Linked DNA regions of Mus musculus: all the other regions are linked to region 4. The links are chromatin contacts, called in public ChIA-PET, Hi-C, HiChIP or PLAC-seq and promoter capture Hi-C maps. All regions are on one chromosome and are shown on one strand. The core of a region is the stretch at or near the end of the contact, and the rest is flanking DNA. Distances in the headings are between cores, read along the strand shown. Region 1 holds the start of Tnfsf9 (tumor necrosis factor (ligand) superfamily, member 9). Region 2 has its middle 23 kb from the start of Adgre1. Region 3 holds the start of Tincr (predicted gene, 20219). Region 4 holds the start of Rfx2 (regulatory factor X, 2 (influences HLA class II expression)). Region 5 holds the start of Vav1 (vav 1 oncogene). Region 6 holds the start of Tubb4a (tubulin, beta 4A class IVA).

What was found. Promoter capture Hi-C pulls out the DNA fragments that hold promoters and counts their contacts. A called contact is a pair of places that touch in the nucleus more often than the background predicts. ChIA-PET counts read pairs in DNA pulled down with a chosen protein or histone mark. HiChIP or PLAC-seq counts read pairs in DNA pulled down with a chosen protein or histone mark. Capture Hi-C pulls out chosen DNA fragments and counts their contacts.
Region 1: a promoter capture Hi-C map of the HPC-7 cell line shows a contact between it and region 4. The contact joins the promoter of Tnfsf9 here to the promoter of Rfx2 in region 4. A contact is called at or near these places in 8 of 39 promoter capture datasets (the 3T3-L1 cell line, the C10 cell line, the HPC-7 cell line and 4 more), 2 of 484 Hi-C or Micro-C datasets (reprogramming fibroblasts and uterus) and 1 of 115 datasets of contacts at active chromatin or transcription factors (pancreatic cancer cells).
Region 2: a Hi-C map of the HPC-7 cell line shows a contact between it and region 4, with 2.7 times the contacts expected there. The contact joins the enhancer-like site here to the promoter of Rfx2 in region 4. A contact is called at or near these places in 8 of 39 promoter capture datasets (the 3T3-L1 cell line, the HPC-7 cell line, hippocampal neurons and 3 more), 1 of 484 Hi-C or Micro-C datasets (the HPC-7 cell line) and 3 of 115 datasets of contacts at active chromatin or transcription factors (astrocytes, bone marrow-derived macrophages and forebrain).
Region 3: a contact with region 4 is called in a promoter capture Hi-C map of adipose tissue. The contact joins the promoter of Tincr here to the promoter of Rfx2 in region 4. A contact is called at or near these places in 2 of 39 promoter capture datasets (liver and pre-B cells), 1 of 115 datasets of contacts at active chromatin or transcription factors (pancreatic cancer cells) and 1 of 9 other capture datasets (adipose tissue).
Region 5: a contact with region 4 is called in an RNA polymerase II ChIA-PET map of memory CD8 T cells, with 57 read pairs. The contact joins the promoter of Vav1 here to the promoter of Rfx2 in region 4. A contact is called at or near these places in 6 of 39 promoter capture datasets (the 3T3-L1 cell line, hippocampal neurons, liver and 1 more), 7 of 115 datasets of contacts at active chromatin or transcription factors (the NIH/3T3 cell line, astrocytes, bone marrow-derived macrophages and 4 more) and 2 of 9 other capture datasets (adipose tissue and liver).
Region 6: an HNF4G HiChIP or PLAC-seq map of pancreatic cancer cells shows a contact between it and region 4. The contact joins the promoter of Tubb4a here to the promoter of Rfx2 in region 4. A contact is called at or near these places in 4 of 39 promoter capture datasets (the C10 cell line, cranial neural crest, liver and 1 more), 2 of 484 Hi-C or Micro-C datasets (reprogramming fibroblasts and uterus) and 2 of 115 datasets of contacts at active chromatin or transcription factors (bone marrow-derived macrophages and pancreatic cancer cells).

Annotation. Positions count from the first base shown.
Region 1 is chr17:57,102,731-57,106,689 of GRCm38.p6, reverse strand. Tnfsf9 (tumor necrosis factor (ligand) superfamily, member 9) reads right to left here and starts at 1,305. Exons shown (of 3, transcript NM_009404.3): 1 at 830-1,305; 2 at 404-440. The coding sequence starts at 1,258. It overlaps Gm11110 (predicted gene 11110), which reads left to right and starts at 748. Exons shown (of 4, transcript NR_033508.1): 1 at 748-792; 2 at 3,206-3,340.
Region 2 is chr17:57,333,471-57,337,263 of GRCm38.p6, reverse strand. No RefSeq gene overlaps it. Among named protein-coding and RNA genes, the nearest start is that of Adgre1, 23 kb to the left of the region's middle. Within about 2 kb of position 1,778, at least 49 of the 459 cell types and tissues checked have an H3K27ac peak or open chromatin away from gene starts, as enhancers often do. A contact at or near this core is called in the HPC-7 cell line, bone marrow-derived macrophages and pre-B cells, where this site is marked.
Region 3 is chr17:56,551,898-56,556,079 of GRCm38.p6, reverse strand. Tincr (predicted gene, 20219) reads left to right here and starts at 1,693. Exons shown (of 4, transcript NR_130128.1): 1 at 1,693-1,962; 2 at 2,518-2,631; 3 at 3,084-3,392; 4 at 4,091-4,182.
Region 4 is chr17:56,828,328-56,832,281 of GRCm38.p6, reverse strand. It overlaps Rfx2 (regulatory factor X, 2 (influences HLA class II expression)), which reads left to right and starts at 1,274. Exons shown (of 17, transcript NM_009056.2): 1 at 1,274-1,399.
Region 5 is chr17:57,277,328-57,281,515 of GRCm38.p6, reverse strand. Vav1 (vav 1 oncogene) reads right to left here and starts at 2,416. Exons shown (of 27, transcript NM_011691.4): 1 at 2,115-2,416. The coding sequence starts at 2,318.
Region 6 is chr17:57,085,111-57,089,353 of GRCm38.p6, reverse strand. Tubb4a (tubulin, beta 4A class IVA) reads left to right here and starts at 1,754. Exons shown (of 4, transcript NM_009451.4): 1 at 1,754-1,897; 2 at 3,015-3,123; 3 at 3,252-3,362. The coding sequence starts at 1,841.

The sequences.
Region 1 (3,959 bases), core at 56-2,555, 270 kb before region 4:
TGAGGGCAAATAATTTGACAACTAAGACTTGACAGGGAGAGACTAGGGCTCGGGCTCAATAGGGTGCCTGAAGCCCAAAGGCATTCATTTATCCCAGCCCATTGGAGGTGTTGGCAGCAGGGCGGCCAGCCTCAGCTACATAATGAATTTGGAGGAAGCCTGGGCTACATGGGAGGGATAGAGGAAGGAAAAGAGAAAAGGAGATCTCCCAGAGTCAGCTGGGGGTGAGAATTCTCAATTCTCTGAAAACCTGGATGGGGTCCCAAGGATGACAGTTGGAGCTGTGACAGCAAGTGAGAAAGGCTGAGTAAGTGAGGGAGAGGGACATGACTAGAAGGTTGAACAGGTCCCCTTGTTCAACCTCCCTGCGGGACCCGCTGGAAATAAATCAGGGGGCACTCACGGTTTTTAGCCAGTAGCTTGGCGAACACAGGAGAGCCCTGGGAAGAAAGAAAAATAAAGGTAGATGGTACCTTACATCCTAAAGAAGCAGATAGGAACTCATACGGCCCAGCACACATTGGGGCGTCCAACTTTGGATGGAGAAGGAGAGCCCTGAAGGCCTAAGTGGGACTGAAGGGAACTGCGGTGCACCCTCGGGAGTTCTCCCCCAGGTTTCATAGGTTCATTCAAGGGGTCAAGACGCAAAGGGATTTCCTCTGAGTGCGAGATGGAGAGGGGGTGCTTCAAGCGGAGTAGCAGGAGCAGAGCGAGGCGGGGCGGGGCGGGGCGGGGCGGGGGTGGGGAGGAAGTGCTGTTCTCTCCCTGTCGGTGCAGCGATGCTTCCAGAAGGTAAGAAAGAGTCCCCTAGGGATGAGATGAGCCTCACCTGTTGTGTAGTGTTGGGGCAGCCAATGTGGGAAACAGGGGTGACCTGGTCTGCATTATTCTCTCGGGTACCCAGGTTGGGCGAGGTGGTGATTGTGAGCGCTGGCCGAGGCTCGGTGCGGGTGAAGATAGGAACACAGGCGGCGATCAGAAGCAGCAAAACCAAAGCGACTAGGCCATAGAGCTTTGGGTGGCGGGAACAGAAGTTCAGTGCAGGCGGCCACGCGGCCTCGCGATCCCGAACATTAACCGCAGGGTAGGCAGCATCCGTGGGGAGCGCGGCATTTGTGGGGCGCACAGTATCTGAGAGGAGCGCAGCGTCCGCGAGGAGCCCGGTATCTCTGAGGAGCGCCGCATCCGAGGGGCACGAAGTACCTGCTGGATGTCTGGCATCCGCGGTATCCTCCACATCAAGTGTGTGCTGGTCCATTACCACGGTCGGTCAGTGCACGTCTCCCGCCAGTGCCCGTGCTTTATAGGCTACCGAGGCGCCTTTTCCGGGGAGGGAAGGGAGGGAGGGCAGCCGCGGGGTTCCCGGGCTCCGCGCTCCGCCCCTCGACTCCCGGAACTTTCTCTCCTCCTCCCCCCTTCCCCTCCCCCTTCTCGCCCCTTTCCCCTTCCCTGTCCAGGCCCTGTGCCCGCCCGTCCTTCTTCCCTTTTTGTGTGTGTGTGTGTGTGTGTGTGTGTGTGTGTGTGTGTGTGTGTGTTTGATTTGGTTTAACACTGACACATTAAAGAGCTTTTTATATGATGGGAACCATGTGATATCGGAATCCATTCCCTCCCTGGCCTCTCCTGAATCCACAGCTCTGTCTCCCTTCTTTTTCTGTGTTCCCCACTGGTAGGTTATTTCTCCGCTGCTGATTTTCATTCCTGTTTTTCTGTCTCTCAAACTTCTGTCTCTCTCCTGATCTCTCCTGCTCCCTTTTTCTTCCAACCCCTAGCTCCCCATCCCTGGGACGCCCTAAATGCAGGGGGTTTTGTTGTTGTTTTGTTTTGTTTTGTTTTGTTTTTTGTTGTTGTTGTTTTGTCGAGGACTCTAGGGACATCCAAAACTGCCCACCCATCCCCAGCGGAATCAAAGAGACCTGCTAGGCACCCACTCACTCAGCCTCTTCCTCCCCAGGACCCCATCTCTACCCTGGGCCTTTCCTGGTGTGTCCCCACCCACTTTCTTGGGGCTTCCTGTTAGTAGTCTCTTAGGACTCCAGAAACAGAAGGCTGGAGAGTCCAGATAGAGAAATTCCCCCAGGCAGCGGACACATTTCCAATTTCCCATTCTTTCACTGTTCTTGCCTGAGGTAGAGGCAAAAGGGGGGGGCGCAGAGAAGACCCCCCAAAAGAGGAACTGAGAGATGACTGGCTCTGGGCAAACCTTGGAGACAGACTCCTCAATGTTCTGATCTGGTTAGATCTGCTGAGATGGCTCAGCCAGTAATAGTATAATCACAAGCCTGGTGGCCTGAGTTCAGTCCTCAGGACCTACATGGTGGGAAGAAAGAACTGACACCCAGAAATTTGTCCTGAAAGTGCCCTTTGACCACGACATGCATACCATCAGTAAACATAATTAAAAAAAAAAAAAGTACTGATATAACCAGACCATTTATCTCAGCAGGAAACAACAAGCTATAAAATGGGGAGTTGTTTGTTTCTACATAGGGTCTGGTCTTCGCCTTGCAGCCCTCCAACTCACTAGACAGCCTAGGATGACTCTGAACTTCTGACCCTCCCCAGTATATTGGGATACAGACACAGACAGGCATACACCCTCAAATCCAGCTTCTTCTGTGTTGGGGAAGGAGCGCAAAGCCTCGAGCTTACTGGGCCAAGATTCTTACAACAGAGACCCAGCCCAGGCCCCACCTGCTTTTTTTCCATACTGGGCATGGAACCTACTGAGCTCCCAGCCTGGGAGACGTGCACGGAGCCCCCTCTGGAGACACCAGCCACCCCTTCCTTCTGTTTTATTCCACATCAACTTCCCCTGGGAATTACAGGAAAACCCCAGCTTGGGGTCAGGGGAGAGGTGGGGGAGGTGGGACATTAAAATGACACAAAAGACACTTGGGTGATCTAGAAATTGAAGGTTCCACCCAAGGAGCAGCTGCAGGGCACCAGCGGTGACTCAGCTGTGGGAACTCTGGCCCTCACGCAGACAGTGGTCCAACCTCTCTCTGCTGGACACACACTGCTCAGAGTCAGCCCACACCTACATGACTCTCACGAAAAGGGACCCCTCAATGCCTGGACTAGTTTACCCCTCCCTGCCTCGGCTGCACAGTGAACACATTGTCTCATCCTCATTTGTATCCCTGCCATCATCACAGTGAGAAAAAAAAAAAGGCAGATGAAGACTTTCTCTCTCTCTCTCCAGCTATAACTTCTTCAAAGCCACAGTTTGAAGACTTCCACCTCACAGACTCATCATCCATGTCACCAGGGAACTGGAATCCTGACTCAGCTGAAAGTAACTCCACTCAGCCATCTTTCTCTCCTGCAGAGCCTGAAGGTGCTTTATTATTGGGGGGGGGGGGAATTGGTGGAGTTTCTGGACAGAAAACACACACACACACGGAGAGAGAGAGTTCATACCATTTAGAACAAGCCATGCATGGTATGCACCTGTGAGCCCAGCCTTCAGGAAGCTGAAGTTTGAAGGTTGGAGTTCAAAAACCAGCCTGGGCTACATGAAGAGACACTGTCTAAAAAAACAAAACAAAACAAAACTGGATGCAGGGGGTATGTATTGCACTCAGGAGGTAGAAGCAGATGGGTCTTGGTGAATTCAAGGCCACCTTGAACTACATAATGAGAATGGACCAGCCAGGGCTAAATAGTGAGACAGACAGATAAACACACACAGAGACAGACAGACAGACAAACAGACAGACAAGGGGGATTTTAATATTAAAATTAATTTGTTTTTGAACAGGATCTCGTGTAGTCAAGGCTGGCCTGACATTCCCTATGTAGTAAAGAATAAACTTCTAATCCTCCTGCCTCCATTTCTGGAGTGCTAAATTGACAGGTCCATGCCACCATGTCTGGTGTATAAGATGCTGGGGATAGAACTCAAGTCTCCCCCTCCCCCCTGGCTCACACACAAAGTCCACCCCCTGCCCCTTATT
Region 2 (3,793 bases), core at 529-3,028, 500 kb before region 4:
TAGTGGGGGAGGGAGGAGGGGTTGGTTGGTTTTTGGTTTTGGTTTTGGGGTTTTGGGTTTTGGTTTGGATTTTGGTTTGGGGTTTGTTTGGGTTTTTTTGGTTGGTTGGTTGGTTGGTTGGTTGGTTGGTTTGGTTTGGTTTGGTTTTTTGTTTTGTTTTGTTTGTTTGTTTTGTTTTGTTTTGTTTTGTTTTTTGAGACAGTGTTTCTCTGTGTAGCCCTAGCTGTCCTGGAACTCACTCTGTAGACCAGGCTAGTTTCAAGGGCATGTGCCTGCCTCTGCCTCTCTCTCTTTCTCTCTCTCTCTCTCTCTCTCTCTCTCACTCTCTCTCTCTCTCTCTGCCTCTCTGCCTCTCTCTCTCTGTCTCTCTCTGTCTCTCTCTGTCTCTCTCTCTCTCTCTCTCTCTCTCTCTCTCTCTCTCTCTCTCCCTCTCCCTCTCCCTCTGCCTCTGCCTCTGCCTCTGCCTCTGCCTCTGCCTCTGCCTCTGCCTCTGCCTCTGCCTCTGCCTCTGCCTCTGCCTCTGCCTCTGCCTCTGCCTCTGCCTCTGCCTCCCAAGTGCTTGGATAAAAGACCTTTGTCACCACAGCCAGCCTAAGTTTTTATTAAAACAGATACTGCTCACTCTAGCTGAACCTCGTGGTGCAGGTTATGAAATCTCAGATACTGGGGAGGCTGAGGCAGGAGGATTATAAGCACAAATCCAGCCTTGATCTGCTACATAGAGAGACCCAGGCTGTGGGGGGAGGGGAGGCTCAGTCAGTAAGTGTTTGCTAAGCAAGCAAAGCTCCCTGAGTGAGCTCTGCACACCCTCACTTAAAGTCCAGGCATGGAAATGAAGTTCTATAATCTAGCCCTGGAGAGAGGGAGGTGTGGAGATCAATGTATCCCCAAGGTGGCCAGCCTACTTACTGAACTCCAGGGCTATAGAAGAACCTGTCTCAAAAAAATAAGGTGGAACCCTCTCCCCAAGAGGAGACAAGGAAGACTGTAAGAGCCAGAAGTCAGGCACGACTGAAGCAGGATCTCGGTACTAATAAACTACAGCACCTGTGGCTGCTGCTTATAATCAGACCAGTCAACCTTACAGCAGGAGTTGGAAGGGCTCATGAGCCCACCCTAACTGAGGAGCTGGACAGTTGATGGCTGCTGATGGAGGGAGAGGCAGTTTTCTTTAAACTATGCCCCTGACCCCGCAGGCTGACCATGCCCCAGTGGATAGCCACACACCAAGTACTACATGGACACCCCAAATTAAACTGGATGGGCTATTTAAAATTTAAAAAGAAGGCATGGTGTTGTAAGACGATTTGGATGACAGCGGATCTGGGAGGAGTTGGGGAATATACACAGTTGAACCCAGGGGCCATATCACTCGTGGACGCTAGGTGGCAGCACAGGGCTGCAAGTGAGCGCTGTGTGGTTAGACTGCAAAGTGTTCCTTGAAGTGAAAAATGGGGGCCTCGGCGCCACAGACAAGGAAACACAGCCTGCTGGAGTCTATGCCTGACTTCATAGGCTGGAATTCCACCAGTACAAGGGTCATTGTTTCGGATAAATGCATTTCTCTTTTAAAAAATAATAAAATTATCCAGAGTACCAATTCAACAAATGAAGCTCAGATCCACCTAGAAATCACTAGAGATAAAAATAAGTTGTAAACATTTTTTAAGAAAAATATGTAACAATAAATTATTGAAGGGTAGGGGCTGTGAGGTGGCTCAGCAAGTAAAGAAGTTTTGCACCTAATGACCTGAGTTTAATCTCTAGGGCCTACACGATAGAAAAAGGGAACTGACTCCTGCACAATGTCCTCTGGCCTCCTATTGCTCTCGGGATACTCACACACTCGTTCACACAAACACAAATCAAATAAATTTAATAAGAAACTAAGCCGGGCAGCGGTGGCGCACTCCTTTAATCCCAGCACTCGGGAGGCAGAGGCAGGTGGATTTCTGAGTTCGAGTTCGAGGCCAGCCTGATCTACAGAGTGAGTTCCAGGACAGCCAGGGCTACACAGAGAAACCCTGTCTCAAAAAAATAAATAAATAAATAAATAATAAAAATAAAAAACAGAAAAGAAAATAAACTAAAAATAAATTGAAGACACCATATCATCCAGTAGTGCCGCTGGCCATTCCTTCTAGAAGACTGGGTGGAGATGCCAGAAATACCAGGGTCCCTTCCTGGGGGCCTCTCTAGGCTCATATCCACAGACTTGTGAGTAAACACGTGTGCACACCCACAAATAAACTCAATCTCTTCCGTCTTTCCTCCCCTCTGCAAACGACCCGCCCAGCTGCAGACGTTGTGTCATTACCGCACATGTCCGCGAGGGGGCGATCGTGCCTTTAACGTCCAGCTGTCTGCCTCGGACCGGTCCTGCTTGGATGTCTGCCCCTGCGTTTGAAGCTTATGTCCGATTTCCCACATCTTCATCCATGTTTTTAAATCCCTAGAACAGTGTAGGGAGAGTATTTTGAGGACTGGCCTAGTTTCTGTTGCTATAATAAAATATCCTGACCAAAAAAAAAAAAAAAAAGGGAGCTTTGGAAGCTAGGGGTTGAGTTTACAGGTCTAGATTACAGCCCATCTTTGTGGGGCAGTTAGAACACACACCTCAAACAGCTGGCCGCGTGACAACCACAGTCAAGAATGAAGAAGTGAAGGCCAGCATGCTCATTTCTCCACAGTTCTGGATCCCTGCCTAGGGAATGGTGTGGCCCACTACAGGCTGGGTCTTCCCACATCAATCCCCCACAGACCCTACAAGTCAACCCACCGTAGGCAGTCACTACAGCAAAACGTAACTTGAGCTGACTAATACAAACTTCTGCCACCCTGAGCCTTAAAGATGGACTGAACACTCTGGGCATGGCTGGAATGGCTCCAAGAGCAGATTCGTGACCTCTAACTCCTCAGCATCGCATGATTCAGCCTTTCTTTTTCATGGGAGAACCATGGGAGCAGGCAGCATTCTGTTACCATGGTGCTTGTGATGGTTAACCTTGACTGTGGACTTGAACTTGAACTTGAATCAGCTGAGAGACGTGCTTCTGGGGAAATTCACGGGGGGACTTTGCCCCTTCCTGGAGAGCTCCTCCACTCTGTTACTGCCCCTGTGTTGTTCCTACAATCCTTATCTGACATGCATTGAAGACCTGGGACCCTCCAGAAATCCCCCCACCCCAGGCCTTCAGATCTGGACTTTGCAGCACCCACCTCATAGACTGGGCTGCTACCAGGTTCTCGGCCTTGGCAGCATACAGGCAGCCATTATAGACTGCCCAGGCTGTATCAGATAAGCCAGACGAACAAATCTTCCTTTGATACCTATTGATTCTATCAGTCCTGTTCCTCTAGTGAACTCTAATGCAGTTCTTGAAGCCCGCAAATCCAGTGACTCTCCCTACAGTGAAGGCAGACCCTTCAGACGTGATAAGCATTTCAGACCAGACTCCTGTGCCATAGTCTATCGTTGGCCAAGAATGTGTGTGAGACAGCACTCGGGCACTGACTTTCCTGAGAGAGAACCAGGCAGTGCTGTGGCCTCTGTTAGCCACTTGACCAGTAATTCTCAACCTTCTTAAAGCCGTGGCCCTTTAACTCAATTCCTCAACCACAAAATTATTTCCTTGCTACTTTGTTAACTGTAATTTTGCTACTGTTAGGAACTGTAATGTAAATATCTGATGTGCAGGATATTGTGATATGCAACCCCTGTGGAAGGGTCATTCAACTACCAAAGGGGTTGTGACCACTGCACTAGGGTGCTGAGAACACAGCTTAGCCCTGA
Region 3 (4,182 bases), core at 444-2,943, 280 kb after region 4:
CAGCCAGGGCTACACAAAGAAACCTTGTCTCCAAAACAAAAAGAATTTCATGGAGGCTGGGGGTGAGGCTCCCTGGTAGAGCCCCGCCTAAAATCTTCCCATTGAGGGGCTGGGATGTGACCAGGGATAGAGCCCTGCCTAAAATTCTCCAGTAAGGGCAGGGAGCGTGGTCAGGGGAGGCCTTTCCTTGTCAAATGCCCACCCTCGGTTTCCATTTTTAGTTTTACATGAAGGATGTACCATTTTTCATAAACCTGTTAAGTTGTCTATCCATTTTTCTATCTTATTGTTGGTTTCCAGAAGCTTTTTACGTACGGTGGAAGTCAGTCTTTTTTGTCTATTTTGACTATTGGAAATTTTCAATGGCTTTGTTGCAGTTTTCATGTGTGAAGTGTTTGTGTGTAGGTGTTTTATATTTGCATGTTGTCAGTTATTAATCTTTCAATTAAAGGCTCCCTTTACAGATACTTACTGAACTGTGTGGGTGGTGAATGTGGGCAAATGGGACAATTAATGTCACCCTACACAGCACACTGAGATATATTTTTTCCTATATATTCTCTTACCTGTCTTTTTTGGGAGTAACAGGGGTCATGATCTCTCTTTGATAAAGCTGACCTCACAGGAATCTGCCTGCCTCTGCCTCCCAAATGCTGGGATTAAAGGTTTGCACCACCAAGATGTCACTGGGCTAAATTTTTAGAACGTTCAGTTTGTTTTTCTTTGCGGAGTCAAAGTTAACACCTAGAATGTTCTCTCAGCATTCCCATTCCTGGGTAAGTGTAAGTCAGGGCCTTGTAACAACAATGTCTTTTTACAAGACCCCAGTAGACAGGCAGAGACACTGAGGTAAGGGGAGGAGAGGCTGTGGCAGGAGATGACAGGGTTAGAGGCCACACAGTGACTACTGCATTGTTGCTGGTGACAAATGCCCAGAGTTTGTGTGTCAGAGGCCAAGTGCAGAGGACAAACTGCTCTATCCAGTGGGGCAGTGAGAGCATCGGGGAGGGAAAAGGCGTGCTTTCGGAAGTGTGCTGGAGAGGCGGCTGGCTCCCAGAAATGGCTGTAAGGATCGGGAGGCTGGAACTCGCTTCTCTCCTCATCAAGCACTTGCTGAACTGAGTGGGTGGTGAATGTGGGCAACTGGGAATGTTGAACTCTTACCCATCCCCTGGAGCCCCACCTCCAGTGCACGTGAACTTCCAGGCCAAACCTAGACGTCTGTCTCCCCTACTTAGACCCTGTTCCTAACTTGATGGCCATAGAGGGCAAAGGCCCAAGATTGAGGTTTCTTTGGAGCCCACAGACACAAAACAAGTACAGATACAGATTAGGGAGGAAGTTCTAGAGTGTTCCCTGGAATAATAAATAAATGGGTGGGTGGGTTACACTGCCTTCCTTGCCACCCTTCTCTCCTCCTCACTTCTGCTTCAAAAGCAGGACCCAACTCCACTCCTCCAATACACCAGGCTCTCCATCCTGCCACAGTGCTTTCGTATAGCTGCGTTCTTTGCCCCAGGGCCTTTGATGTATGCTGTGCACAGGAGAAATGTTTGTCATGGAGGCCTGGGCTGGGCCAGCCAATGTCACCACCCCTGTGGGCTGCTGCTGTAGCAGGGCGTGCCTAGGAGGGGTGGAGGCAGGTGGCTCAGCCGGTCTAGCAGGTGCTGACCTGCGAGAGAGTCTCAGGCTGGCAATGGCCATGGAGGAGCTGCGGCGAGGGCTGTCCCGCTGGAAGCGCTACCACATCAAGGTACACCTAGCCGACGAGGCATTGCTACTGCCACTGACCGTGCGGCCCCGAGACACACTGAGTGACCTGCGCGCACAGCTAGTGGGCCAGGGTGTAAGCTCTTGGCGCAGAACCTTCTACTACAACTCTAGGCCTCTGCCTGACCATCAGACAGTTCGCGAAGCTCGCCTGCAGGACGGCTCAGTATTACTTCTGCTCAGCGACACCAGGTGACCAGGGATCTAGGCTGGGACTTGGGCTAGAACCTGGTAGGATCTTGAGCTCTGGCTTATGGAGGTTGGCCCAGTGGGATGGTGATGGCTTGGGGACATGGTGAGAAAGACCTCTGTGACCGTGCCTGCTTCCTCTCGGCTCCATTAGCTATGTCGATATGTGGTGTGAGCTCCAGCGGTGGCTCTGAGGACTCCCTGCCCTCATTTCTGTGTATCTGGCTCTGGCTCAGCACGTCTCTCTGTATCTGTGTCCTGGTCTCTGTCTCTCTCTGCACACCGCCCCTATCTGTTTCTTCATGTCTCCGAGTGTCTCCATCTCTCTCTCAGTTTCTGTCCACTCATCTAAGAGGTCGGTGGGATGAGCAGCCCTGGGCCACTACTGCACTCCCCATCCCAAGCCCGTCACACCTTGTGTCTACACTGGCCTCAGTGTCTCTAGTGGGGCCCGGCTGTATAGTGCATCACCACCAGTATGAAGACACTTCAGAGCGATCCTGGACTAGCTGGAAAGACTTTAGTCGTCACCGCTTGTCTTTATGTTCACCCCCTCAGGTAGGAAATGGAGGAGATGGAGCGATGATTTTAGGGACACAAGATGCTGGCTGAAGGAGCAAACTGGCCCAGGCACCACATCTCTCTCTTCCTGGGAGTCCAGTCGTACTTCAGGTAAGCCATTCATGGGAGGCCTGAGAGATGGTGGGGAAACTGAGGGCCTCATGAGGTGGGCACATTAGCCTTATCCTTCCATCTCCTCTGTTGGCTCAGCACTGGTGTCCCCATCTGTGTGACTTTGAGAAGTTCTCTACTCTCCTCTGGACTCTTTACTTTGATGCAGACATAAACTGACTGTGCTTTGTGGGCTTGGGTCCACAAGAGCTCTGCCTGCAATTCCTGTAACAGACACCAGGACAAACGGAGCAGCTTTGCCTGCAATTCCTGTGGTGTCCACCAGGGGGATCCTAGCACTGTGCCTGCTACAGAAGGGCCTCAGGATTGTGGGCAACCACTGCACTCCCTTCCAAGCCCAGATCCAGGCTATTTGGAGAAGGGAAAAAGGGCCATTAGCTTGGAAACTGCTGGTTGACATCCCTGGGCCCACATGTCCCTTGCTGATCCAGGTGCTGGGCTTCCAGAGAGATGCCAACTCCCCAGCCCTGCTGATGCCCACTGCCTCTGGTGTTCCTGATGGTGACTTCTGACATTGTCGTCCAGCCCTCCATCCCCCCAACCCCGGCAAGGAACCTTCTGGTTGCTCTGTGGCCTTAGGACCCTCCCTTGGGAGCCTCTGCTGCCTGGATCGACCTCTGTCCATCCCCAGAGCACAGCCTCCTCGGGGAAGCTCAACAGGCACACTTCCTTCTTTGGAGGACCCACGGGGCTCCAGCTACGAACAGAACAGGAGGACACTCTGATCCAGGGGGGTCTTGGTGAGCCCATAGGTGTGCAAAGTGGTCTGAGTATTTCAGCACGTGCTGTGGGGGCTCTACTCCACAGCTCCAGTGTTGGGTGCTATGTGACCCTGCCCCCCATTGTCCCTGTTTCCCCCCACCCCTTCATGTGCTGGGGGACTACACTGTGAGCCCAGAAGGAAATAATGTTTTAATTAAGAGTTGTACAGGCTGCAGGAGGCAGAGCAGGGCAGCTGGGAACTGAACCATGGTCTTTGGAATCAGGGTTGCTAGACATTCGCAACTATGCAGGCCTTGGGGGTGTGGGTCCCTCTCTGCCTCCCCAGTCTCCTTCTAGATCCACCAGGCTGTTGTTCAGCTGTGGGGGAAGCTGCTGGCCCTCTGGGAGAGCTGCTGGGGAGTGGAGGGGAGGCTGGTATTGAGGGGCGAGAGAAAGCATTTTGACATTTAACAAACCTTATGCAAATTGCATGCAAATTACATGCAAATCACTATTCATTTCTTCAGGCGGACAGCCTTAGCGTGTTCAGAAATAATAATGTAGGGCCTGTTCCTTGGTCCCAGTCCTGGCGGTCTTCCCTCCCTGCCCTCCTCCCTCTCTCCCTCCCTCCCTCCCTCTCTCTTTCCCTCCTACCCTTCCCATCTTTGATCCAAGGCCGCCTAGCCCTGAAGTGGATGTAAACAGCCCAATTGGCTGCCTTCATTCTGTTTTCTAGATCAGAGAACCAAGGCCTGAGGTCCCAAAGCCACAATGTGGAGAGCATGTGACCTCTCTCCAACAGTCATCAGAAGCCAACATGAACAGAAC
Region 4 (3,954 bases), core at 25-2,524:
ATTTATTTTGGAAACTCCAGTCCTAGAGGCAGCGTCTACTGCCTTTCTCGCGGCCTAAGTTCAGGATTTCATGAGTTAGACTGTGCACAAATGCTTGGTGGCACCTGCCTCTCACCCTAGTAGTCAAGGACCTAAGACAAAAAGAACATTAACTTGGACTACATAGTGGGAATCTAGTCTAGCTTGGACTACTTAGCAAGACCCTGACTCACCGCTTTGGGCACATAAGCCCAAATTACCCATGTTCACTGGTGCAATTGGACGTTCAATGAATGAATGAATGAATGAATGAATGGAGCTATGGTCTGACAGCTCCTCCGCACTTGGGTCTCTGGGTTTAAACCTTTCCTTTTGCGTTAACTTTTCATTCTGTTTGTGTCATCCCACCAAAATATAAGCTTTATGAAGAGTCCACATTGAGACCTGTATATATATATGAACCAGAGAGGACAGAGAAGCGAGATGGGGTGGGTGAGGAGTTGTCAGCTTAGCCAGGACTGGTGAACACACACCCATCATCCCAGCACTAGGAGATGGAGCCAGGAAAATCAGGTGTTGGAGGCCAGCTTAAGCGGTGTAGTGAGTGTATACAAGACACCGGCTCAAAAAAAAAAAAAAAAAAAAAAAAAAAAGGAGAAGCGCTGGAGAGGAGGCTTCTGCTCTTGCAGAGGACCCGGGATCGGTCCCTGCTCAATTAGGCGGCTCATAGCAGACGGTCACTCTGGTTCCAGGGCGATCCAACGCTCTCTTCGGGTCTTCATGCGCATTGCATGCACACGCATAGACAACAATCTTTAAAAAAAAAGTTTTCAGTTTGTGGACCATGAAAGAGCAGGCGCAAGGCCAGAGTCTGCTGCTCCCCTTAGACGGTGAGCGCCTCCGGTCTAGCGGAATCACCGTAACTCCGCAAAACACGCACTGCCACCAGTGGGCCCTCGCGCACCTCCTTAGAGCCAACCCTTCCCGGGAGCCGCGCGCCTCCCGCCAGGCCCCGCCCTCCTTCTCAGCGATTGGCTGGTATTCTACCCAAGGACCTGCCCCTTCACCTCTGACGGGCACTATGAAAGCCAATGGGGAGATCGCCCGCCCTCCCCGAGGCCGTTGGAGGCGGGCATGGGCGGGCCGTTGGAGGGGGCGGGGCGTGCAGCTTGGTAACCGTTGCCGGGCGCAACGCCCCGCCCCGTGAGGGCAGCGCGAGGCTGAGGCGGGCGGGCGCCTGCTGCGGGCGGGCGCTGCGGGCGGGCGGGAGGGCGGCGGGAGCCGGAGGAGGAGCGGCCGGCGCCGCCACCGCCGCCGCCATAGAGACTGTAGCCGTGGAGACTGTTACTTACCAACGCGGAGCGACACGCAGCGGCCGACGCCGCGGGAGCCGCTACCGGAACTCCCTGCCGAACTCCAGGTGAGCGGTGCGGGCCGGGGCAGGGGGCGGTGGCGGAGGGGGGGGGGACCCCGCTGGAGGGGGGTCGCGGGGGCGGGCGCGGCCGGACCCGGCGCCCCAACTTTGCAGACGCCAACCTCATCCAATCCTGATAGGCGCCTCTGATTTGGGGGAGCCCTGGGCTGGGTGGAACCCCTCTCACACTCTCAAAAGTTTGTAAAGTGAAGCGATCTCTTCTCGCCTTTGACGCACTAAATCTGACTTTGAGGAGCGGGGACTCCAGAAGACCCCTCCTTGTCTCTTACTCCACAACACCTGAAACTCGGAGGCGCCCTCAAACTAGTCAGTCCTCTCTTTGACTACTCCCAAAGCCTGAATTGGAGTTGCCCCAAACCCGCTCCTTGCTGTCATCCCCCTAAAACCTGAGTTGGGGGCTCCCACAGAGCCAGCCATTCTCGTCCAAGTCTGAAAACCCAGAGGCACCGTCTCCCTTTTATACTTATGAAATCGGGGTTCTGGCTTTTATCCATGTACTTAACTCCGAGGGTACTCTTCTGCTTGCCTCATAGTTCTGACCCTCGGGTTTCCTTCTTGACTTAGGATTTGGGGGCTCCGGCACCGTTTTCTTGTGCTTTGACCAAAATAGTCACTGCGTTTGTTCTGTTCTGGAAGGAACTCCTCCCTTCGCGTTTTCTTGCCCATCCCAAATACCCCCGGCGCCCCAAATCCTCGGACCACTCTCCCCTGGAACCCGACACCGCTGCGTTTGGGGGTCCTTTACCATGCCGCTCCGGGAAGCTCAAGCGCACCCATAGCGTCCTCTTTGCCGAGATCCCCAATCTAGAAAACTTTCCCGAAGGAAAATATTGTGTGAACCGTTTGTAGGAAGATCCAGGAGGCCGGGAGAGTGCGTGCGCAGCCCTCCTGTGCACAGGCAGCACATCCCAAAACACCGGATTGTCTTCCTCGCCCCTTTCCATGGGTCATATCCGAGTTCGCAGTTGGGATTCGCTAGGGCTGCGGTTGTTTCCTTGGACCCTAGAGAGCTCGGTTCCGGACAGAGCCCCCTAGGGTGGCGGGGAGGGGAGTTGGGGCGGGGAACGCACCAAGAAACAGCTGGGACCGCTGTCTCTCCTGAGACTTCACCCCTACTTTAGTACGTCTCCGGAACACTCCGGTACTCAGGTCCCCCAGGAAAAATCCTACAACGATTGAGTGTTAATAAATGTAACTTTATTAGCATGTACATAAGTGTGGCCTTCTCCTGTGTGTATAATGTGTTGTAATCATAACCACCACTCGCCTCTCTTGACCCTGATGACCCCCACTCCTCCAGCCCTGGCTTGCTTCTACTTTTTGCTCCCTTTTTCCTTGAAGGGAACAGAGTTCAGTTGGGGCCACGGCGCAGAGGACAGTGGGTCCCTCCTCAGAAGTGGCCGTCAGGTCCTCGGGAGTCAGATGACTCTTTTCTTATTGTCAAAAGTGATTTGCTTTCCGATTTAAATTTTTACGTGTATTTATTGTGTGTGACTATACTGCACGTGCACACACCCCCGGAGGTTAGAGGACAGATTACAGGAGACTCCCTTCAGCACTTGATCTTGGGAGCTCAGTACACTTGGTGGCAAGAGCCCTTACCTGCGCATCTCCCTGCCAGTGGAATGAGCTTTAAACTTAAAGTGAAGCGAAGACAATTCTAGAACAGTGATGATATTAATAAAATAATAATGACGTAAAACTTCTCTTAAAATGTTTTCCTGTTTGAGTTTTTAACGTCAGCCTCAGCCTGTGAAGGTGCCTGTTTGATGGGACTGAGCTCTGGCTGAGTCCCTGCCGGTCCTCAGTGGAGCTTGGGTTCAGGGACTGAATGGACTAGAAAATCCACCCAGGTGTGGCCACTCATCCACTCCCACTGGAGAAGGAGGGCTCAGGCCTCAGAGAGAGGAATCTAAGGCTGTTAGCATCAGGCCTACCGCCTGTCTGGTGGGTCACTGTGGATACCTGAGCCCCAGGGCCACTACAGGGCTGTGAAGGACTTGTCAACACACTGGCCCTCTAAAATACAGCCTGTCATTCTCTTGCTGCATGAAGTATCCCTGGCACTTTAGACTGTATTAGTAGTGGCATTTTAAAAATCTTTATTATGTGTGTGTGTGTGTGTGTGTGTGTGTGTGTGTGTGTGTGAACATCTGCAACATCTGCATGGGCTATGGTGTGTACATTAGAGATCAGAGGACGACAAGCAGGAGATGGCCCTGAAGATCAAACACAGGTTACCAGGCTTAGCAGCAAGCTCCTTTCTCCTGCTGAGCCCCCTCAGCCTTCCCATTGATAATGAAAATATTCATGTAGATTATCCATATATGAATGTATGTTAATATAGCAAGTGTGTTCATATAATATTAATAGTTCATGTATAAAGGCTGCTTGGTTTGTTAAGTCCTTGACTAGAAGGAGTCACAGGTTTTGTTTTCTTTCTTTGTTTGTTTACCTATTTATTTATTGAGGTGCTTGGCTTTGCATATGCTATGCAAGTGTTCTGCCACTGCCCAGGCATCCCAGCCCTGTTTCTTTAT
Region 5 (4,188 bases), core at 1,167-3,666, 450 kb before region 4:
GGATGGACAGATAGACTGGTGGGCAGATGGATGAATGGACAAATGAATGAGTGGGTGGGTGGGTAGACATACAGGTGGACAGATAGACAGATGGACAGATGGATGGGTGGATGGACGGACAGACGGACGGATGGACGGATGGATGGATAGATGGATGGGTTGGTAGATGGGCGAGTTGGTAGTATATAAATTATTTCTTCCCTATTTGCTGGACAAAGGAGAGAGATAGGGAAACGAAGGAACTATTCTTTCATTCCGACCTCTACGACTTTATCTCTCCTGTTTCCCAGTCAGTGGCTCCTTTCCTTTTTCTTTCTGCCTTCCCTTGGGGTACCTCCTCTGGCATATTGTAAATAGCCTGCTGATTCTCACCTACATCTCCACCAGATGTAGGATTTCCAAGAAAGTCAGAGAGACCAGAGGCCAGAAGTTACCAAGAAGATAGATGGGGGAAAATGAGGATGAACACTGGCCCAGCCTGAGGCTTCATACAGCTGGACATAGAGAGCCAGAGCAATGAGAAAACTCCTATTGATTCTTCAGAACCCAGCTTAAATACCCCTTCGTACATAAGACCTAATTCTCTCAAGCAGTGAATGTCCTTACATCCCTAGAGAACAAGAGCCTGTGATGCATCTTCTTCTGTCTCACTGAGTTTAAGAACTCTTTGGGGGCCAGAGCCAAGTTCCCAACATTGCTTGACACACACTAAGGCTGCTGTTGGGACACAGCTAGTCCTCTGGGGATTAACACCATGAACACCTGTCCTTCAGAAAAGTCAACCTTAGTTACAATACACAGGGGGGTGGAAGGCCATCCTTGACTCTAACCGTTTTCCCAACAGCTGTGATTGCCACATCATTGGGCACCCTGAGTCCCGCCAGAGCTGGGGCCCAAGAGTCCCATAGCTACTTCCTCAAGCCCTGAAAGCTACTGAAGTTCAAGCAAATGTAGGCAAATCTCTGCTGACCCCTAGCCAGCCAGAGGGACGGTCCATGGGGGACAGTGGGTGCTCTGTTCCCTACTTCCTTCAGAGGACTCACAACAGCTTCAGAGACTGCTGGCTCACTGACAACCCCAGAAATACCCTGGAGACTGCAGCAGGCCATTCTTAAAGTAACTCCCGTCTTCAACTCCATGGGACCCCTCGCATGAAGGGAAGAAACTAGGCTCTGACCCCGTTGCTCATCATTTCTAGGGACAGCCTCCTGGGACTTGGAAAAACAGGCTGTACAGGACTGGCAGACTGAGAGCAAGAGGACAGACAGACAGACAGATGCCCCCTACACCAAGGATGTGTCCTTCAGACCCCATGGCAAGGCCATGTTCCCTTAGATACAACTCATGTCCCTCACACCCCACGGTAAGGCTGTGGATCCCTTTGACTTGAACCTATACCTTTCATTTCTAGGGCTATCAGCCCTCCCCCCGAAACCCAGCATCCCTGGGGAAGCAGAGAAAAGAGTACAAAGCCACCAGTCACCTTTCACCACCACCCCAGCCACATTCAAATAAGGATTTGAATACATTTTCTAGGCTCACCGGGGCATAGTCTGACCATGCCTCCACTTGAAACACGGAGAGTGCACAGATGTCAAACTCAGGGACACCCAGGGCCTTGTTAGGACCCTAGGCCTGGGCCCTGCACTTCAATGGGCCCTTCCCGAAATAGGTAGAGTTGGGATGCCACAGGGTCTCGCATTGCAGCCCCCAACACTCCACGCCACACAGCACAAAGCCCTGGCAGGAAATGGAGGTGAAGGAAGATGTGAGGAGGAGGGGGGCAGAAGAGGTGGAAGAGGAGGAGCCACCGGTGGGGGAGAAACTGAAGGCCTCTCTCTCTTGAATCTGGTTCTCCAACCTCATGCACCCTCTTGGCTAACTACGAGGCAACAAGATACCTCTTAGGACCCCTTTAAATGGATCTCAACAGAGTCAGCTGGGGGCGGGGCGGGATAGGGAGATTTCCCCCTAAATTTGCTGGGACAGCTGCAAGCCAACCAAGAGTGTACAAACCCACCCAGAGCTCCGTTCTGCTCGACACCTCTCCATAGCCAGAGCCGGGCCTACCAGCCTTTATCCAGTCGGGCCCTAGCATCACCCAGCAGACTCACCTGGGACATCTGGGGCCGCAAGTTAACCTCGCGAAGATTAATGGCCTGGGGAAGCAGGTTGTTAAGCAATTGGCACAAGAGGACACCGTCCCGCAGTGCCTGTGCCAGCTCACACACCTGGGCCCCCTCCCAGGTCACACGGTGGCTGGGAGGCAGCACCCGACACTGGATCAGCCAGTGGGTGCACTGTCGCCAGAGCTCCATGGTGGCTGCCGGCCTCTCACTTGGCCCCTCGGGGAGGCCCCGTGCACCCTCGTTCCTTCACCACCGCCGCCGCCTGCCCCAGTGGGGACAACTACAACACCACTTCCTCTTCTGTGACTGTAACTGTCGCCCCGGGGTGGGGGTGGGGAGGAGCTGTGGGGCGGAGGGGGAGCAGCATCTGCAGTTACGCCCTCACAGCTTCCACTCACTGGTGTGACCTCGTCTTTCTCCACCTACACTGAGCAGACCTGGGCACCTGCTGAACTAAGGTGCCACTATCTCATCCAGCCGTAGGCACCTAGGCTGTCACCTCCTGTCTCCTCCTGGTCCCCAGTCTACGGCCCTGATCTCTCACAGCCTTTTGCCCCTGCAGCAGCCAAAAGGGACCACTGAACACTGAGTCAAGTCTCAACCATTCTTCCACCACCCATAACCCTCCTGGTTCAACCTTGCTTTGGGGCCAAAACTCATGTCTTTCCTGCACCCCACAAGGCCCTGTTCACCCTGCCCCAACCCCTGCCAGCCTCTTCTCCTCTCTCTGTTCTTCACTCCCTGACCTCCATCCTGCCCCAGGGCCTTTGCACTTGTGCCCACCACCTGACAGAAGACACTAATTCACTCCATCACTTCTTACATGTTACTTTTTGATTACTGAGTGCTCAGCCATAGATGGGACATCTATACCACCACCAGCCCGAGGCTCAAGGGAGAAGGAACAGAAAGTCGGTAAGAGTCGGGGGCGGGGGATGTGAAATGCTATCTCCAGGGCATACCCATGGCCACTACGCTCATGAACTCCGTGCAGTTATGGTGGCAGCACAAGACAAAGCCAGGAGGGAGCCAACATGCCCACAGGCAGCAGTAATGGATGCAAAGGGTTACAAAAGAGCAAGAAAGTGGGGATAAGGTAAAGAGAGTCCACTCTCATTCGGAGTCAGAGGGGAGTTGAGGGTGGGTAGGACGAAGATAGGTTGTTAACATGTAGGAAACTGCCAACAAATAGAACTATAATAAACATTAGAAAATATATTCTACTTTGAAAGCCATTTCACTTTTATTACATATATATATGTGTGTGTGTGTATATATATACATATGTATGTGTGTATGTGTGAAGGTACATGTGGGGCACAGTACATGTGTGGAGGTCAAAGGTTAACATGGGGGAGTAGGTCCTCTTTTTTTTTTTTTTAAAGATTTATTTATTTATTTATTTATTATATGTAAGTACATTGTAGCTGTCTTCAGACACTTCAGAAGAGGGGGTCAGATCTTGTTACGGATGGTTGTGAGCCACCATGTGGTTGCTGGGATTTGAACTCTGGACCTTCGGAAGAGCAGTCAGGTGCTCTAACCCACTGAGCCATCTCACCAGCCCAAGGGAGTAGGTCCTCTTTCCACCATGCAAGCCCCAACGATTGAGCTCAGATCATTAGGCTTGGTAGCAATCACCTTTGCCCACAGAGCCCTCTCACCCTCACCACCCACTTTTCCTTTTTTCTTTAAAACTTGTATGTGTGTGTGTGAGAAAGAGAGAGAGAGAGAGAGAGAGAGAGAGAGAGAGAGAGAGAGAGAGAGAACACTATGGCGTGTGTGTTGAGGTGGCAGGACAGCCTCAGTGTAGACCCTCTCTTCCACATACTTAACATAGAGTCTCTCTTACTCCTGGGCTAACTGCTCCTGGCTAGCTGAACTTCCAGAATTGTCTCTGCCCCCATCTCGTCTTAGGAGCACTGAGATTAAAGAGCACAGACTACCTCCTCCTGCTTTAATTGTGCCCTAGGGATTTGAACTCTTGTCCTCTCATTTGAGTAGCAAGCATTTGACTGAACCATCTCCCCAGCCCCCAAATGTCATTTTTTTTCCCTTA
Region 6 (4,243 bases), core at 505-3,004, 260 kb before region 4:
CAATACCAGTCAAATTAATTTTAAAATCTGGAGGTTGGCTGGAGAGATGGTTAAATGATTAAAAGCACCGGCTGCCAAAGGACCCAGGCTCCCACGTGGTGGCCCACAAGTGTCTGTAACTCCAGTCCCAGGGTATCTATGTCCTCTCTAGCCTCTGCTGACACTACATGTATGTGCAGTACAGAGACAGACATGCAGGCAAAACACCCATACACATAAAAATAAATAAACAAAATAAAACCAAAACAGGAAGACTTGAAGTTGGGGGTGGTGTCAGGGTGGATCTGGAAGAAAACAATCTGGCTAAGAAAGGAAGAAGGGAGTAAGGAAGAGGGGGAGGGAAGGAGAGAGAGAGAGAGAGAGAGAGAGAGAGAGGAGGGAGGGAGGGAAAAGAGTCAGTCTTTGGCCAGCTGGCAACATCACAATTGGATCTATAATGAGGGAAAGCTGTCATGGTGTTTGTGAGCTGGGGCTCAATGGGGAGAGCACTTTCCAAGCATGCATGAGTCCCTTAGTCCTGTGCCCAACTCCATATAACCCCAGGGCATGGTGGTGCACACTCAGGAGGTAGAGGCAGAGGATCAGGAGTTTAAGGCCAGCTTGTTTACTTATTGAGTGGGAGGTCAGCTTGGACTGCATTGAGTGAGAAGTCAGCTTGGACTACACTATGCAGTCCCGAGGGGAAATCTCTCAAAGCAAGGAACACAGCAAGTAGCACCTATAACCCCTGGGGATGCTGGAGTTGGGGTGGGGAGCAGAAAAACCCATGGAATCCAGCACAAGAAGACAGTCTATGAATAGAACATTATGGATGGTAAAGATCAACAACGCATGGACACACTCTAACTTGAACCTATGCTCAGATAAACTCATGAACATACAAGCATGTTTCAGATGTCACTTTTAGACTATGTCACTTTTACAGCTATGTTGTAGATCTCTTGTAATCCTAGCATTCCAGAGATTGGAGGCAGGAAAGCCATGAGTTCAAGGCCAGCCTGGGCCATATAGTGATATAGGGGAACAATAGCTACATGGGAAAACTTGTACTTAAAGAAATAAATATCAATAACAAAGCAAAGATATGTTGAGGTGGGGAAAGCTCTCTGCTGTTGGTGGGATCCAATTATTTGTCTTAGCCCTAGTTTCTGAGACCTCCTGGGGGGTCAAGAGCCTTCCAGCGCTCCTCAGAACATAGAAGGAAATCTGTAGAAGGGTTCCAGAAGCGACTTCCAGGACTCAGCAGTGTCTCACATGCACCTGCCACCTTCAAACCAAACTCCACTGTGGAGAGCCTGGAGCTCAGAGTCACCGTTCTTCCCCACCTATACAAAGGTTCTAAGGAAGGGGGTCTCGAAGGAATGAAGAAGGGAGAAGCAGACAGAGAAATTGAGGCAGGGGCTGGGGCTGAGAGGGAGGACATTGTCCTAGATGCTATTTACAAGATTCCGAGGTGCCTTTCCATCCAGTCTCTATGAAATCAGAGTGGAAAGAAAGAATGGTGCCTGACAACGGAGCCTGAGGGGAAACTAGAGTGGGGATACACCGGGACCCTGAGGTCTCAGAGAAAGAGCTTGACGGAGGAGATCCCTACTTTTCCGAGGCCCCTCCCTCCATCCTCCTCCATTACTCCAGTCCCTCCATCCTTCACTGCAAGCATCCTAGGCGGGCCCAGGAGGCGGAGCACGCGGGTGACCCAGCGGTGACGTGAGTACTGCTCCGCAAATATAGAGACGCCCGGGGGCGCAGAGACAGAGCTCCGCAGCCATCTCGTCCAGAGCTAGAGCCACAGCGGCCGGTCGACACCCGTCCATCAGACGCCACCAGCAGCGCCACCACCATGCGGGAAATCGTGCACCTGCAAGCCGGTCAATGCGGTAACCAGATCGGGGCCAAGGTGCGTCGGACTGAGTAGAGGGTGGGAATGCACAGGGGCTCAGAGAGGGGTTATTGGCTCTCCCAAGGCTCACCCAGGAATTTTGCATCCTAGGTGGAGGAGGGGAACCAGGGCAGAGCCAGACTGGGAACAAAGAGGCTGATGGGGGCAGGGCCTGGCCTTATGTCTCTTGGCCACAGCTGGCCTCACAGCTGGGCCACTGTCACCCTCAGTTGCCTGGAACGAAGAGGCACGGCCCCTCCTCCCAGGGCTGCTGCCGGGATGGACTGGCACCAAGTGGCTCTGGTGGGGCCAAGCCTCTCCCTACCCCCAACTTCTCCCTTCTTGCTGGCTCATGCTTTGCTGTGGCTCTGAGTTCCCAGTTACCTCACAGACAGACAGTCAGCAACTGAAGAAGTGGCTTTAAGAGTGTCCTAGACACAGCATCTCTCAGCCCTTCCCGACTAACACTGTGACCCACTCTGACATCTTAGCACTTGGTGGATAGAGGCAGGAGCCCAAAAATAGCTTCCCATACACAGTAAGTTGGAGGCCAGCTTGGGCTACGTGAAACCCTGTGTCAAAAAAATAAGGGGTGGGGGCTATAACTCAATAGGTTGAACCTTTGCCCAGGTGTTGTGGTATACACCTGTCATCCCAGCCACTAGGCTAGGTTGAGGCAGGAGGATCAAGAGTTCAATATCATCCTAAACTATCTAGTGAATTTCAGGCTAGCCTGGGCTTTGGGAGACACTGACTAAAAAAATAATACAAACACATACATACATACATTCATACATATATACATATATATATACATACATACATTAAATTTTAAGACAATAAGTAAAAAAAAAAGCTATTCTACACATTTCATCATCAAACAAACAATAGGACAAGCAACATGGTTCCCCCAGGGCTCATGGCCAAGATTGACAACAGGAGCATGCATATGAATGCACACACACAGAAAATGGTTTTTTAAAAGGTTTTAAAACTATAACAACAAAAACAAAAACAAAAAAACTATAACAACAAAAGGAAAATCTATTCACTTTGCTCCCCCCTCCCCCTCATTTTGCTCCCCTCTCACTTTGCTCCCCCTCCCCCTCACTTTGCTTCCCACCCCCACCCCCAGTTCTGGGAGGTCATCAGTGATGAGCACGGCATCGACCCCACTGGGACCTATCATGGGGACAGTGACCTCCAGCTGGAGAGGATCAATGTCTACTACAATGAGGCCACAGGTAGGGTAGTCAGTGGGCTGGCACGGGCGTGGGAGTGGGGGGGCACTGTCACGAAGGGACAGGATGTGCCCTGGAGCCTGCTGGACCTGGCACTCAGCCCAGCCACCCTCCATCTGCCATCCCCACAGGTGGAAACTATGTTCCCAGAGCCGTGCTGGTCGACCTGGAACCCGGCACCATGGACTCTGTCCGCTCCGGCCCTTTTGGCCAGATCTTTCGGCCAGACAACTTTGTATTTGGTGAGTCCCTCTCTGGTGTGGGTGCACAACACTTTTGTTTTCGTTTCTAAGTGCTTTAAGAACATTCTGTAACTAGCACCAAAGAACCTACCTTGACAGGGCAGTCAGGGATTTGATTAGGCACATCAAGAGAACCCTGGGGAGACATCAGACACAGCTGAGGGGCTTCCTTAAAGAAAAGGTTCTGGGTTTAGATGGGGTAACCTAGCCTAGGGTAACCACCAACTCTCTATATAGGTGAGATTAGCCTTAAACTAATTTATGGAACTTAACCCTAACTTCCTGACCTTTTGGGATGGCCCATGGGTTTCTGTGGGGCTGGGGGTAGAGCCTAGGGCTTTGTGCGTGCCAGAGGAGCACTCTACCCATGAAGGCCAACCCCTATAAGAGCACTCTACCCACTGAGCCCCAGCCTCAGAGGAGCACTCTACCCACTGAGCCCCAGTCTCAGAGAAGCACTCTACCCACTGAGCCCAACCCCAGAGGAGCACTCTGCCCCCTGATCCCAGCCTCAGAGGAGCACTCTACCCATTGAGCCCAGTCTCAGAGGAGCACTCTACCCATTGAGCCCAGTCTCAGAGGAGCACTCTACCCACTGAGCCCAGTCTCAGAGGAGCACTCTACCCACTGAGCCCAACACCAGAGGAGCACTCTGCCTCCTGATCCCAGTCTCAGAGGAGCACTCTACCCATTGAGCCCAGTCTCAGAGGAGCACTCTACCCATTGAGCCCAGTCTCAGAGGAGCACTCTACCCACTGAGCCCAACCCCAGAGGAGCACTCTGCCCCCTGATCCCAGCCTCAGAGGAGCACTCTACCCACTGAGCCCAGCCTCAGAGGAGCACTCTGCCCCCTGATCCCAGCCTCAGAGGAGCACTCTACC